2 separate regions of the Oryzias latipes genome follow, and region 1 is linked to region 2. Evidence: chromatin contacts called from public Hi-C data. All regions are on one chromosome and are shown on one strand. Each heading gives the region's core, a stretch centred on a gene start, on an enhancer-like site or on the middle of the called end of the contact. The rest is flanking DNA. Distances are from core to core; before and after follow the strand shown.

Evidence for each region. Hi-C and Micro-C count contacts between places; a contact is called where the count stands out from the background.
Region 1: a Hi-C map of embryo shows a contact between it and region 2, with 4 times the contacts expected there. The contact joins the promoter of suco here to the promoter of LOC101171696 in region 2. A contact is called at or near these places in 4 of 5 Hi-C or Micro-C datasets (embryo and fibroblasts).

Annotation. Positions count from the first base shown.
Region 1 is chr17:15,837,558-15,844,683 of ASM223467v1, reverse strand. It overlaps suco (SUN domain-containing ossification factor), which reads left to right and starts at 3,115. Exons shown (of 23, transcript XM_011486472.3): 1 at 3,115-3,363; 2 at 5,704-5,803; 3 at 7,095-7,126. The coding sequence starts at 3,290. dnm3 (dynamin-3) reads left to right here. Exons shown (of 21, transcript XM_023965739.1): 21 at 1-784.
Region 2 is chr17:15,623,198-15,630,863 of ASM223467v1, reverse strand. It overlaps LOC101171696, which reads left to right and starts at 4,726. Exons shown (of 3, transcript XM_004079061.4): 1 at 4,726-5,229; 2 at 5,962-6,158; 3 at 7,266-7,666. The coding sequence starts at 5,026.

The sequences.
Region 1 (7,126 bases), core at 1,866-4,365, 220 kb before region 2:
GTTTCTGTGTTGTAGTAGCGGCCATACACACACATAGCAAGGCTGAGGAGCACCTTCAGTATTCTCAGTGTGGAAATAACAGCCTCACCGATGCGTTGAACCTCGTCCACCTGTGCTGTATTGATGGTCAAAGCGTGACCCCCTACAGCCTTAAACTCCGATTCAGATGCTGACTTGTGAGATGAATGGGACTGGAGCTCGCACTGAGAAATTTCTCGCCCAGTGTAAAAAGCTAAATTAGATTTCTCATAATGACTAAAAAAAAGGCTTTAATATACTGTAACTATTCATTTCCCTCAGGTTTGAAACGCCTAACCTCCTTCTCTGTCTGGTCTCACCTCCGTCTCCTCTATCACGGCAGCCAGTTAGTCAGTGCCTGCATCAGAACTTGAGGTTGTATCGTCAATGTTTAAGTGCTTCTCTGTCGATTTGTTATCGTGTCTGTGAGCCTAAATTGTGTTCTTATGTATATAGGTAATGATAAGGAGATACTATACCTGTGGATTGTAAACACCTTATTAAGAATCCTTATGCTTAAACTGTTCTCTTTGTCTCTATTCACTACATGCTTTCCAATTTAGACTGCCTTACTGGCATAAACTACAATTTTTAATTGCCAAAGGTAAATACAGCTCTGAGAAGTGAAAAAAAGGAAGAAAAAACAAAGACAGGAAAATGACTTTATGTTTAGGGCACAATAATGGTAAATTTGGGAAATGTATTAGTTGTTATATTCTGTGCGTCTGTATCGCTCCTTAATAAACATGTTCCTGATGATGTTAAACTTTGTCCTCTTTTTTTAAAAATTGGGTTGGTGGATTTGCATAAAGAGGCTCATAACTTATATATTTTTTATGGTTTAGACTTCATACAAATTTGAAGTGATAGGAAAAGACATGAGGAGCAGAGTTGGGATAAAATACTTTAAAGAAGTAAGTAAAAACACGGAAGAGATCAATATTTATTATTTTAGCAGTTGAAAAGCAGATGCTGCAGCAAGTCAAATTTCTAAAACAACAGCAGAATTACATTTTTTTTTATTTTATTATCTTGAAAATGGACCTAAATTAATGTAAAATTTTATGTATTTTACCACTTCCCATAAATGAAAAATTGCATTGAAATTTAGTTTTACATTTTTTCTATTTGTTTAAATACACATTTAATGTATTTGTTCTTCAGGGTTTTTAAGTTCTTGATTTAAAGAATTTTCAAACAATAGTTTCAAAAATACAAATATTGTTAGTTTTGTTACAGTTTTTTTTAATTAAATTGAAAGATTATTATAGTTTCTCATGAAGTGTTTGCTTTCTAATGAGAGTAAGCACGTCACAGTTTATACATTTATAGATTTTTTGTGGAAATGTTTTTATTTTTCGACTTTGTGCTTTTAAAACTGGGATTCATTATGTTTGCTATTTTAGGGAAATTTCTCACTGTAATAAAAAAGCAAGGATTTTTCTTTCCGTTTTAAAAGAATTATCTAATTATTTCAGAGAAACATTGCATTAAACATTTTATCAAGAGGATGTTCAGCTGCTTTTTTTCAATTCTACAGAGAATAAACCAGTTGGCTTAATTTTTTAGTGCATTTTACTTTGAAAACAAGGGTTGAATGGCAGTTTCTAATATGACTTTACCTTAATAATGTCATTTATTTCATTAAGCCTCAGTTTGATATTTTCTTTGTCAAGTTTGCATGAGTACACTGGTGTAATCTGGGTTGTTTTCCACAATAAATCAGTTTGTCCATTAGAAATAATATATTTTCCAGCTAACATTCCTTTTAGCCCTCTATGCTCTAGCTCTAAGAAGAGAAAGCAGGTTTTAATTTTTTTGTGGTAAACATCTCAGACCTCCATTACTCTCATTAAAACACAGTAAGAAAAAAAAACTTTTAATGTAAAAAAAGACAGGAGGTTCGTTTATTCCTTTTGTTTTAATTACCCTTCAAAAGAGTGACTGATGTAGGGCAATGCAGCTGTGTCCTGAACGCTGGCTCATTCACGCCTTCAAACTCTTTAAAGTTGGGTGGGAGCGCCCCCTGGTGTTCAAACTACGGAATCATAAGGTTATACAAAAAGGAAATGACGGCATTTGTCGAATACTCTGTTATTAAAATAATAATAATGAATATAATCAAACAGAAAACAACAAAAACCTATCTGAATAATGTAATTTGTGCTATCCAATAGTAGGATGGTGTAGCCCTTAGTAAAAAGTAGTCTACTACAGTGATACTTAAAATTTAAGCCGTATACTTGAAGTTTACTTTTTTATAGTATCTATATATTTTAAACTTAAATTATTCAAATTCAGGCTTAAGAAATATTTATACTACACTTCACATACAGTGCAGTGTATGAGTAAAGTACACTTACTATACTTAAACTCCAGTCTACTTAATAGATCAAACCTACGAGAGTCAAGTGTCACTCTTAACCCTTGTGTTATCTTATGACCCCACCCTTCACATTGACGTGTTCTTCCTGCAATGACACAGGTGGATGAAGGTGAAGAGGATTTCATGTAATCCATGGACACCAGTGAAGATCACAAATCATTGAAGAAAAAAGGTTCAGAGCACTGTCTAGTGGGTCTAGTGTCTAGTGTCTAGTGGGTCAACGTTAAAGTGCCTAGGAGGGTTAAGAGGGAGGGTTAACACAAGGGTTGAGAGGAAACATGTAGATTAGTGAAAGACAGTTTTTACATTTAAGATTTGAGATTGGTTTACATGGAATTATAGAGGCCTCCTAAATTTCTCATTCATCCTTAAATTCCATTATTATTATTGTTATTAAAGCTTTTAAACAGGCAGACCAAAACACAGGGGTACGTGGGGTGGGTGGGTAGGGATAACAATTCAGAGCAGGAGCACATAAAGTAATTTTTTTATCGTAAATTTTAAAGGTTGTCATAATTATAAGTGTTGTTGACCTTTGTGAGTCGTGATTCGCTGACTTAAGTTAAATTTCGGCGCTTTTTAACACTCAAAGAACAGGAACTCATTTACCTCGGGCGACCCCGGTAAACAAAACGAGCGCATCCTGGTTAGTTTGAACTGAGTCACTACGCAGCTTTTCGTTCATTGGCTGAATCAATGTCGATCCGCTATGACGTAAGCAGTAGCAGGTTGTTGTATACACAGCAGTGGCTAGCATCACAGTGGAGCCGTTAAACATCCGGTTATCACGGTAGATAGGGTGAATTCACGTCGTTAGAGGCCATTCGGTAGCAAAAGTTTATTTTTATGTAGTTTGGTGAGGATGTCTGTCCCGTCAGGAGCGGGATGAAGATGACACAGCTGTTTCAGCGAAGAAGAAGAAGTGTGTCATTGTGGCTATATATAGCTGTAGTATGCTGGTGAGTTCCAACTAGTTTTCTTCTTTCTTACTTCAATTTCCTCGGTTTTAGCGCTAAGAACCAAACGTGAGGGCTAACTTCCGGTGTTTTATCAGTCGCGCGCATCCATTACCGATAGAGCCATGAAGCTAGCGTTGACGTTATGCTGTGATGTGGCACCTAGAGGGTCGACTTTTGACAGGTCAGACTGTTAACGTGATGAGCTCAGGAATGGGCTTTGATAATTTGCCAAGTCTGTGCGCATTAAGAAATGTGTGGTTAACTCCGGACTAGTCTAAACGAGCGCGTGACCCAAACAATCAACTAATGAATAATCTGGAGGAATTATTGCTCATGACTGTTCATGCTCTTGATCTTTTGTTTGGCAAACGGGAAGTTCCAGCTGTCCTACATTATAAATAGTACAAATTATTGATCACTATTGTTACTGGGATTTGTTAAAAATGATGATTAACCAGCCTTATAGTCACTTTTATTCTTTGTTTTTGGTCCCCGATTGTATTTGAGCTAAGTATAAGAAGCTCATGTCTCCAGCATTAAATATTGTTGTTGTTGTTGTTAAAATTGATAACCAATTCAATTATTCTATCTCTTTTTGATATATCTGTCTATACATATATAGTCCTTTTTTTTCATCTTCTAATTTTATTTTGATCACCTAAAATAGAAAACTTCCAGCCCCCCCCCCCCCCCCCCCCCCCCCCCCCGGATTAAAAGAGTACCTCACTATAAAAACATCAGGTGTGTAATTTAAAAGAATCGACTTTTAAATGACAGGAAGGGTTGCCATGACGACTCATAATAATCTGGGTAGACAAAATAAGTATGAATTTGACTCTTTTATTTCTTTATTTTTTTACTGGATTCTCTCTGCAGTCTTGCATACAAATGAAACCTTGCCTCGTTTTATTTTTAATTCGTGTCATTAAATAAAAAAATGTTTTTAAAACAAGTCCTTTCTTCAAGGATCCATAAGTTTTTCAGTTTAAAATTGAATACATTGTACATTGCTTGTTTTGTAACATTCACACGAAAACTTTATACTTTGTAATCCACTATAAAAATAATGCATCTCTATTTATCATCTATGTTGGATTTGAAGTCCTTTGAATGAGTGATATTGATTACAGAACGATGTTTCGGTTGCTGAAATAAACATTCAGAAACCAAATTTTCTGCTCTGGAATCTAAAATGAAATGCTAGGATGGATTGATGACTAATCTCGGGTAGAGCGCCACCTTTAAAATGTCAAACGCCACATTTATTAACACATTATTTCTGATTTTTTTTTTCCAAACACAGCCAAATCAAAATAGTCTTTGCTCAACATTTACACATTCTGCAGCTAGACTTTAATAGTAATGCCGATATCCCATAATCCCTTTGTTTACTCATCTTACAGCCCCTCACAACCCCAAACTAACACTACCGCTGCAACAAAAATAGCAAGCAAAATTTGAGGTTTTTTTCTTCCTGTACTTCTTGGTTAGTTTATCCAAATATGCAGCTGAATTACTTTAAGTTCCTCTGTGACGTCTAATTGTGATTATGTAATTCTTAACCACAATTCTACTACCAAAATGTCTTAAAAAGCCATATTTCATGTTTATCTGAAGCCTCTATTTCCAAAATCTCCTCTACATGGATGTGGCCGCATAGACCCAGAGGAAGGGTTATGTTTAGCTGTTCGTACCAAACGCAATCCGCGCGGCAGAGGCATTTTCAATGTTGAGTCAATGGTCAAGACACAATCTGAGGTCCTGCGGTGTGATTTGAGGAAGGGGCACAGCACGAAGATCTGGCCGCAGTGGGATTTGAGCGGCGTGGCATGATTTGTGCCCTTCCAGTACCAGTACTCGTCCCAATGACTGTTGGGCGAAGGCGGGTACACCCTGGACAGTCTGTCACAGGGCCGATGGAGCTGGAGCGATCCCGATCATTATGCTGGCACATTGCTGCAACCCCCCGCACGTGTTTTCTCTTCTGCCGCAGCTACGCTTGTCCACACTGGACGGGGCCGATCAGGGAGCTTTTGCATGCACATTGCAATGTGCATGCAATCCTGGGCTGTCGTGACATCACAAAGTGTGACAGTTTGATTGACAGCAATTCCAAAGGAGAAATACTCAGAAATGATTACATTTGATCTCTTTCATAAGAAAAATTCCAGAGGTCATAACCTCCAAAAGCATGATTTTTATGTTTTTCATGTAATTTGTTCTTTGATTGTGATGTTAGCAGACTAGTTTGATTTAAATGTTAAATAACCTTTTCCCTTTAAATTCCATCACTTAGGATTGAGCCTAATACTTTTTCTTTTTTCTTTTTTGTTTGAACAGGTCTTCTAGGCTGTTTGTTGAATGTGTGGAATCCCACCCAGAGGACCAAAAATCCGGGTCCACACAGATCCACGTCCCACATGAGCCGCCTTATCAGGAAGTACGTTTAACTAACGTTGTGATACTACAGCTCAGAGGTTTTTTAAAGGTGGTTTAGTGATTAAAAAAAACAAAAAAAAAAACACCCTGCAGTAAATAAATGTGTCAAGAGTCCTGCTAGAAATATCAGTTAGTTGAAAGGCGAATGGGATCTTTTTGTCTAAGCGTGCTGGTATTTTTGTTTCCTGAAGGGTCAAATTTGTATCGAGTACATCTATAGAGAGTTTAAAATCCTCCTATGGAATATGCATCAACTTAATCCTCCAGTGTAACCATTGGAATACAGAGTGGATGCATATCATGATCCAACACAATTATGTTGTTCGGTTTTCCGTTTTGGTGGTGGAAGATCGGCTGACTTTTTGGGTTGGTAAATGGTTTGAAAAATAAGTAATATACTTAAAAAAAATAAAAATAAATGATATACATTTTGAATTAGAGGGAGTTCTGAGCATTCAACAGCAAATTACAAACAGATTCAACCTGTTTCAAACCGCTATACTCTAACGTTTTAAACACATGAAGGCTGGTGGTCACATTAAAGAGACGTTCTTGGGTAAGAAAGAAAACAGACAGAAGAAGGAGGTGTAACAAAATACCGAGCAAACATCTCAATTCATCTGTGCCCAGATGACCCAAAAGATCCAAATGATATCAGCACACCTTCTATTATAAGAATAGTTTCCTTCAGAACTAATCTATTGATGCTGGGATTGGAAAAAAAAGACAAATTAAAGACGCTTTCTGATGAAGATGGTCATTTTTGGTGTTTTTACCATGTTCTTGTGGCGTTTTACTGATGTTGGAGGACAGTTTTAAGAAAATGAAGCTTAAGTTTGCATTTCGGAGCATTTTTTTTTTTTTTTTCAAATTAAAATCGTGATGAATCAGGAGCAGACGAAAGAAAAATGTTTTTAAAAAAAAAAATCGTATTTGTAACGGAAATAAAGAGTCTGGGGGGGCCACAAGCTCCCTGCAGCGGAGAGAGGAAGGGGTTGCTCTATGTCAACGGTCTTGTCCACAACTCAGAGGCAGATTTCTACTGAACTCCTGCTGCTGTGGAGAAAGTATGTTCTACAAAACAAATGAAATTATATAAAATACATGGATCAAAAGAGGAATAGAGAGAGATTGAGTTCAGAGTGCAGAGTGCAAAGTGAGTTCAGAGAATGAAATATTTCATTCAGTTTGAAGAGTTTTCCTTTTGTCATTTTGGACTTTAAGAGCAATTGTCTGTTTTGGTGATATTTCTGTATAACTGTATCTTTACATATACACATTTCTGTTTCCAGACTGAAGTTAGCCTTAGTTTCTCTGCTCAGCC
Region 2 (7,666 bases), core at 3,477-5,976:
CAACTTTATCTTAAAAAAAAGTCATTATTTATTTGTACAAAATTTTTTTAGAAGATATTTTTTTTCCTTAAAATGGCGGGGGTGAATGCTGGAAGGGCCCCCCCCCCAGTAATTGTGCCCTGAGTCCCTAGAAGTTTTAGCAGTGCTCCTGGTGATTAATTTTTTTTTTGTTCGACACAAAAATTGTCAATTTTTTTGCACTCTTTTTCAACTTACGTGCATTGTGGACAGGAGTATTAATAAGAATTTTTGCGGAAAAAAAACAGAGTTTTTTGGGGTTAAAAATGTGATCCTTGTACAGCACAGACAGACTTTAAATCCTGTTTCTTCCCTGTTGTAAGTTCCTTTTTTCCCAGAACACATGACATCTGTCTACAGATTGAGCAAATACACTGATTTCTGACCTTTCTGTGCAGCAAAATTCCAAGAAACAGCTTCCATTAAAATTCAAAAAGCCATCATTTCCTGTCCCTGTGACCTCATTTGTTTTCCTGACCCGCGCCTCTATAACGTAACGGTTGACTTGCAGAGTAACTGAGCTATGAGGATGTTGAAATACATCTAGCATGGAGTCACGGTCTGCTTTTCTCATGCCTCAGTCGTCAGGTTTCAGGTGTTTCAGGTGAAATAAATAATACAAAGATTTCCACATTCCTCTTTATGATCTGCAATAAATCTCATTTCATTGCAAATCCAGATGCAGTAAAAACCTTATCTGCCTGAGTTAGTGGCCTCTCATTGATATCCCCACTTTGGCCACTTTTTATGTTTTGCAGAAGTTTATGATTTCCCTAAAACTGGAAGTCACGCAGGCTGACTCATAAAACAAAACATAATTCCTTCAGTGTGTAGCCTTTTTTTTTATGACGGCCCTCCGCTTCCAGGCAACGCTGACCTCAGGGTCGGCCTCACAACGGCGGGGATATTTTACATGCCACCCCACCCATCACGTAACCTGATTATTTGGCCGCTCTTCCTCTGGCCTCCCGCTTGCCTTTTTCATTCCCAGGAATGCTCTGTCAAGGACGACAAATTCCCAAATGAAGTCATAGAAAGTTTTAACATCAGATAACAGTCTTTTTTTTTTTTGTCCAAAAGAGCAACAGACTCCCCTATTTGCAGAAAAACCCATTACTGGGGTTGTCTGAAGTCAGAAGGTGACCTCAGGGTGTTGAGTTGAGTTGTTTCAGCGATGAGAGCAGCGAGAAGGCCTCCTTGGTGAAGCTTGAGCTAATTCGCCATAAAAACAAGCCTAATGAACATCATCTCAGGAGGTAAAGAGCCAGGGTAGATGCGTCAGATACACAGGAAATTATTTTCCACATACTTCAAACGCTGGGTGTCTGCTTCCACCTACAGGTTGCTTTTAAAAATTCACGCTTCTACAGCATCCACTGTGCTTGAAAGGCCTTCAAATATAGATCTTACGGTGTTTCGGTATAAATTAAACCTGCAAAACAAACTGTGTACTCCTCAGCTTTGGGAGCAGCAGAGCAATAATAACTTATTATGAAATTTAGAAGTCATTGACTGAGAAACATCTACCAGCAGGGATGCATTTGACTGTGGCTCATATTTACATTTAATATTTGTGAACATTTTGAACAGATAAAAGTTCTATGAATGGAGGAAAAATTGTCTGCATGTGCAAAACAGTAATGTCAGATGAATATAGACTGAATGCCTCAAATAGGGATGTTCCTGTAATCCTGAGCACCACTTTGCATGCTTATATTTGGTTTGCGCAAGTTCAGGTGGCATGAAGATGATCCTTTAAAGGTCTGTTAAACAATGTCACATTAGAATGTATGAAATGCTTAGATTTATAAGCTACAAAAAGAAATTTTACTCACATAGATGGACTACCAGGGATGATGGAGAAGTCAAAACAGAAACAAAAGAAACAAAAATGAAACAGCTTTAGCTCATCCGAAATGATCAGAGGATTTAACCCTTGTGCTATCTGAGATGATCCCACCCTTACATTGACGTGTTCTCCCTAACATTATAAAGGTGGAAAGATTTCATGTCATCCATGGACACCAGTGAAGATCACAAATCATTGAAGAAAAAAGGTTCAGAACACTGTCTAGTGGGTCTAGATGACCCAACTCCCAACGTTAAAGTGCCTAGGATAGCACAAGGGTTAAAAGCAGGACAAAATAAAAGGGAATTATCACTTAAAAAGATATACCTACTGTATGCTTTTAAGACTGCGTATCAGAACCTTATGAGAGTAACAGATATTTTCTTTCTGGGGGAAAAAAGTCTCATTTTCCGTTTGGCAAAAAGAAATACCTCTTCCAGAAAGTTTTGTCTTTCAAAATGAGACATTTTTGCCAAAATCAAGTAAAACTGATCAACCTGGAAAATGTTTTTATAAGTAAAACAGTACTCACAGTAGTTACTGTTCAATGTTTCTATCCTAAATATCAAGACCTGATGTTTTAAAACTTAAACTGAGCCAGATTTAATACAGAAAAGAATCTTGTAATTGTGTCTCATTGGAGGACAGGTCAAAGTTCAATATCTGTAAAGATGAAAAGTCATCTGAGTCAAAAAGTACTGGATTTTCATTATGAACTAACTCAAGTTAGAGTAAAGATGAATGATGTTTCATGGCAGGGCTGATCCCTGACTCTCTGTCGCCCTCCTCTGGGCATTTCTGCTACTGCTGACCTCTTTCTGTTGCTTTCTGTTTTGTCCCCACAGATGTGAAGGACAACTGACACCCCTGAAAGCCATCTGCACTCATCCTGGCTGTATTTAGCTCTAGTTTTTTACAGTGTTTACCTGCCAGTCTAATAGCTAACTTCTAGTCACAAAGAAACCACAGCTGTTAATAAACTTAACCCTGACCTTGACATTAAATTTGGTCTTTTTTTGTCTTACCAAGACCGTTCTTCACCAATCAGCATACTTCTCCTTTCATAATTAGAAAATAATTTGAGTTCATTTTCTTATAAAGTCACATAGATAAATTTGTTTCTATAATTATCCCATATGAGTCAATTTGCTGCTTCATGATGTGTTTAGTGATTCCCGAACATTGCTTAACATTCCTTTTTAATGATTAGTTTTAATGATAAAGACAACACAGGTCTGAACTGCTGCATTACAGTCACACTGACATCAGCTGGGAGAAAGCAGGAAACTCCCACAAGTATAGCTCTGGTTCTGACACACATTAATGTGGGCCAAGATAACAGAAAATAAAAATAAATCATCTATTTGAAGCATGTGGCAGATGGCAACATCCTAGTCAGACCTGTTTTTTTTTCTTTTTAAAAACAGTGAAATAAATGACTTAGTTTCAATTTATAAACAGAGGTAAAAATATTGATTGGTGTTAAATCACTGTGTTTTGGGTAATATTGGATTTCTTTCAATGGTGAAGGTTAAAACCGGCATCAAGTGGAGCCCTTAAGGTCTGCATGGACCACTTATATACAGGATATCTGGGGTCATTCACCTGCTGTTGTTCATCTTTCAGCATATACCTTCAGGGGTCGCCACAGCCAATCAGCTTCCACTAAGTCACACATTTGGTTTAGTAGAGATTTTTACATCGGATGATCTTCTTGACACAACCCAGTATTTTATCCGAGCTGGGGACCGGCACAGGGATAACCAGACTTGGGCCATCTTGCTGTTACATCGTTAGGCAGTAAGCTCATCGCGTCTCCTGGGAATATAATTGAATAAAAAGTCGATCATTAAAAAAAAAAAGATTTTAGCTGCTTATTTTTGTTTTCGGAAAAATTGCAAAAACCACAAATGTGATATTTCATTACAGACCTCTGAATAGTAACACAAAAAATACAGTAAAAAAAAGGATCACTAGAGAAAATTGAAGTGTAAAAACGAATGTAATCAAAGCACTATTGAAAACCGTTGTTTAGACCAGGGTTAATTTTATTTTGAAAAGAATTTATATTGCAGGCAAAAAAAGCAAATTTGTTAGTTGTAGATAAATTTAACCCTGTTAAAATTCAGTTGTATTTAAACTCTATATGTATAAAATTAATGGCTTAATGGCAGAAAAAATATAAGTAAATGTGTTTTTCCAAACTGTTGGGTTTCAGAAATGGGACTTACTTCAGGATTGGGACCTAGACATTTGTCTGCATTTCCTGTTTTTAAACCACCTCTTCAGCATGATAATCAGCTTCATCGTTTGGCTCAAATCCGAGGGCTGTGGAGGATTTGCTGCCTTGCTCTTATATCGAAGTGTTAACCAGATGTTCCTAAAGAAGCTCAGAAAGATAAACATATGTTGGTTTCTGAAGATAAGGATGGAATGTGACATGAGCAGCAAATCACAGGATAAGGATGCCGTCCAATCAGATTTCTGTAATGCTCAAGCTTATTTTGATGGATATTTTTATTCACTCTTATAGGTTGAGTGTAATCAAAGCAGATTTTCAATGACTGGATTTTATTTTTAAATTTGTTTCACTTTAATATTTTCTTCAATGATTACTCCTAAAAATGAGTCATCCTTTAAATTTGTATTTTATTTGAAACGTATTAAACATATATTTTCTGTTACTGTTGCTCCATCTGAAACCGAACCGACCTGAGACCTACCGGTGCATGCGCTCTCCTTTTGGGCAAACAGGAGGTCCATGCGCGCCAGTGTCATGCGCCGTGCGCGCTTACATCAGCAGCTCGCTGAGAGCAGGTGCTTCCCGCAGCCTCCCATGTGACCTCCTCTGTAACTCCCACCATTGTTTGTGAACTTCACAGAGAGGACTTCCACTTTCCAGCATCATGTTTGGGCTGCATACCATCAGTGCGCGCTGCGTGAACGGCGGCAGCAGAAGCAAAACCATTACATCCACGTTTCTAGCTTTTTCTTGGAATGTTTTTTCTTCCTCGTGTCTAATTATGGAGTTTTTTTTTTAATACAACCTGAGGATATTGGTGATTTTGCCATGTAATTTGATTGGATTTTTTTCTGTTCGAGGCAAGGGTTTTAGCTTTTTACGCACATTTTACGCACACGGACTCACTTTGCTAAGCATGGCGGAAGAAATCCACAGCGACTCCTTTCCAGATTTGAACGAGTTGGAGAACAAGATTGGAAGGAAAACACCCGACAGTCTCCTGGTTTGGATGAGGGAAGACTGCGAGCAGGGATGGAGATCTGACCATTTGGCCAAAGGAAGCGACTCAACCCTCTGCCACGACTTAACTGAGAAAATAACCAACTTAAAACAAGAGCTGGTAAAGAAATCCTCTTTTGCTTTTCATTTCTTTGACATAAGAATGCCTTTGTGTGATGCAGTTACCCCACCTGTGGACACTTTCGAGTTGCCATGGCTTGCTGAACCAGTTGACGCCAACATTGCTGTGTTTGTGCTCAAATGTCAAACCCACAGAGCACCTTTCTGAGCCACTTAACCTGTTCTTATATCTCTGATGACATATACTGTCACTTATTAGATCACACCCATCATCTGTTTTCTTGTTCCGTTCCTTTCTCTTTTATTCTCACATAATAACAAGGTTATAATAGCAAAAAGTAGGTTTTAGTAAACCACATATAAATAACATTTGTATTTTATTTTGCTATATAATGTCATTTTCGGGCTGCACGGTGGTACACTGATTAGCGCTCTCATCACACAGCGTGAAGGCCCTGGTTCGAAATGTCTGTGTGTGTGTGTGTGTGTGTGTGTGTGTGTGTGTGTGTGTGTGTGTGTGTGCGTGTGGGTGTGTGCGTGTGTGTGTGTGTGCACGTGATTGCGATCCCTGCGACAGGCTGGCGACCTGTCCAGGGTGTACCCCGCCTTCCCCCAACAGGGACAGGCACCGGCAACCCCCGTGACACCAAAAGGGATAAAGTGGCTTAAGAAAATGGATGGATGGGTGGAATTTCCCCCATTATTTTAGTTTAAAGCTATACACACTCCCAACGTGCCTGTAGCTCATCAGCCCTTCTGTTTGTCCATGCAGAGGTGGCTCCGCTCAACCGATGTGAAGATCCTGAAGCAGTTGGTGGCGGTCCACGAGGGCATCGAGGCCATGCGCTGGCTCATGGAGGAGAGGGGCACCTCAACCAGTCGTCGCAGCAGCCTCACAGGAAGCCTGAGCAGCCTGGCAACGGTGGAGGAGCACGGGTTCTCCATGTCTCCCTTAAGCGATTGTTTCAGGTGTGCAGTGATGAACTTCACCAAAAATAGGTTTGGTGGAAGTCTCTGTTATTTTAGTGTTCAGTCCAGATAACACAGAGCTACCTAGAGGTTAAAACCAATTTTAAAACCAATCCATTTGAATTAATTTAATCCTTTGACACCTGTATTTATTATAGCTATGAAAAAAAAGGTCACTTACGTTTTTGCTTTCAAGTAGATACGCTAACTTTGTTGAGACAAAGTGGTTTGATGCATATTTGCGTCAACAGGCGTTGGAGGTCAGGATCAAGAACTCCATTAAAACAAGTAAATTGGCAGCTACAATCCAAAGAAAAACTTCTGGAAGTCTAGAAATATATTTCTTATTCGTTCTACAGAAAAAGAAAAAGAAGCAAGAGAAGCAAATGCACTAATATGTTCAGTTTTTACAGAACAAATTGGGCTAAAAGGAGGGTTTTCAACTATTCTTGAGCATTAAACTGAATTTTACCTAAAAATTTTTAACCCCTTGACATCTAAATTTGTTTTCTGCAATGAAAAAAAAAACATGTTTTTGCTTTCAAGTAGATGCTAAATGTTGGTAATTTAGGAGCTAAAATGCATGTTACATTGGCTTTTCTTCAGCAAACAGAAGTTTCATGCCAATCCATCCCTCTATCTCACACATTTGAAGAGGAAAATGGTGTTTTTGGTGTTTTTAACATGTACATTTTTCTAATATCGGAGGACATACGTATGTACAGAAAATTAAGCTTAACTTTGAATTTCTGAGCATTACTTTATTCAAATCGTTGAGAATCAGGAGCAAACCCAACAAAAATGCTGTTTCAAAATAATTTTAGATGTGACGTAGAAGCTACAACAGCAAGTCACAGGGTCCCTGCTTCGCTCCGTTCTGATGCATCCACTTGCAGACAAATAGATCCATGTACGTCTTTGTTTTCCTCGTATGACAGAATCTGGCTCAAAACGTTACGCCTGGATGGCTCCAACATTGTTTGCCATTTTTCTTGCACCCGTCAAAAGATGATTGTAGTGGGACTTTAATTCCACAGTGTTGTGAAATTTCTCCATCCCAACGTTCTTGATTCATGTGGTTGAACACTTGGTTTGGTTGTTCCACAGAGACAGTGCCTTGTTCCCCGAGGATTTGTTTAAAACCTGGAGCGAGAAACCAGCTGATCCACCACACGCCAAGAGTGCTGATCCAAACCACTTGGAGCTCAGCACAATGGACATAAGACCTTCAAGTCTACCTGCCCCTAAATCTACAGTCACTCATTCTGCATTTGGACGTCCCGATCCGTCATCAGTTACACATTCAAACTGTTTGGCTCAACCCAACCTTTGGGCAGGGGAGCCAAAAAAGATTAAAGGTAATGCAGAGACAATCAGAAGAGCTCTGCAGAGGTCAAGCAGAACACGGAAAGAGCTAAAAGCAGATTTATTTGGTCCAAGTCAACAATCAGGAGCCAAAAACCCAGTCAATTCAACAGTGGAAACACTCACAGAGGGTCATACCAAAG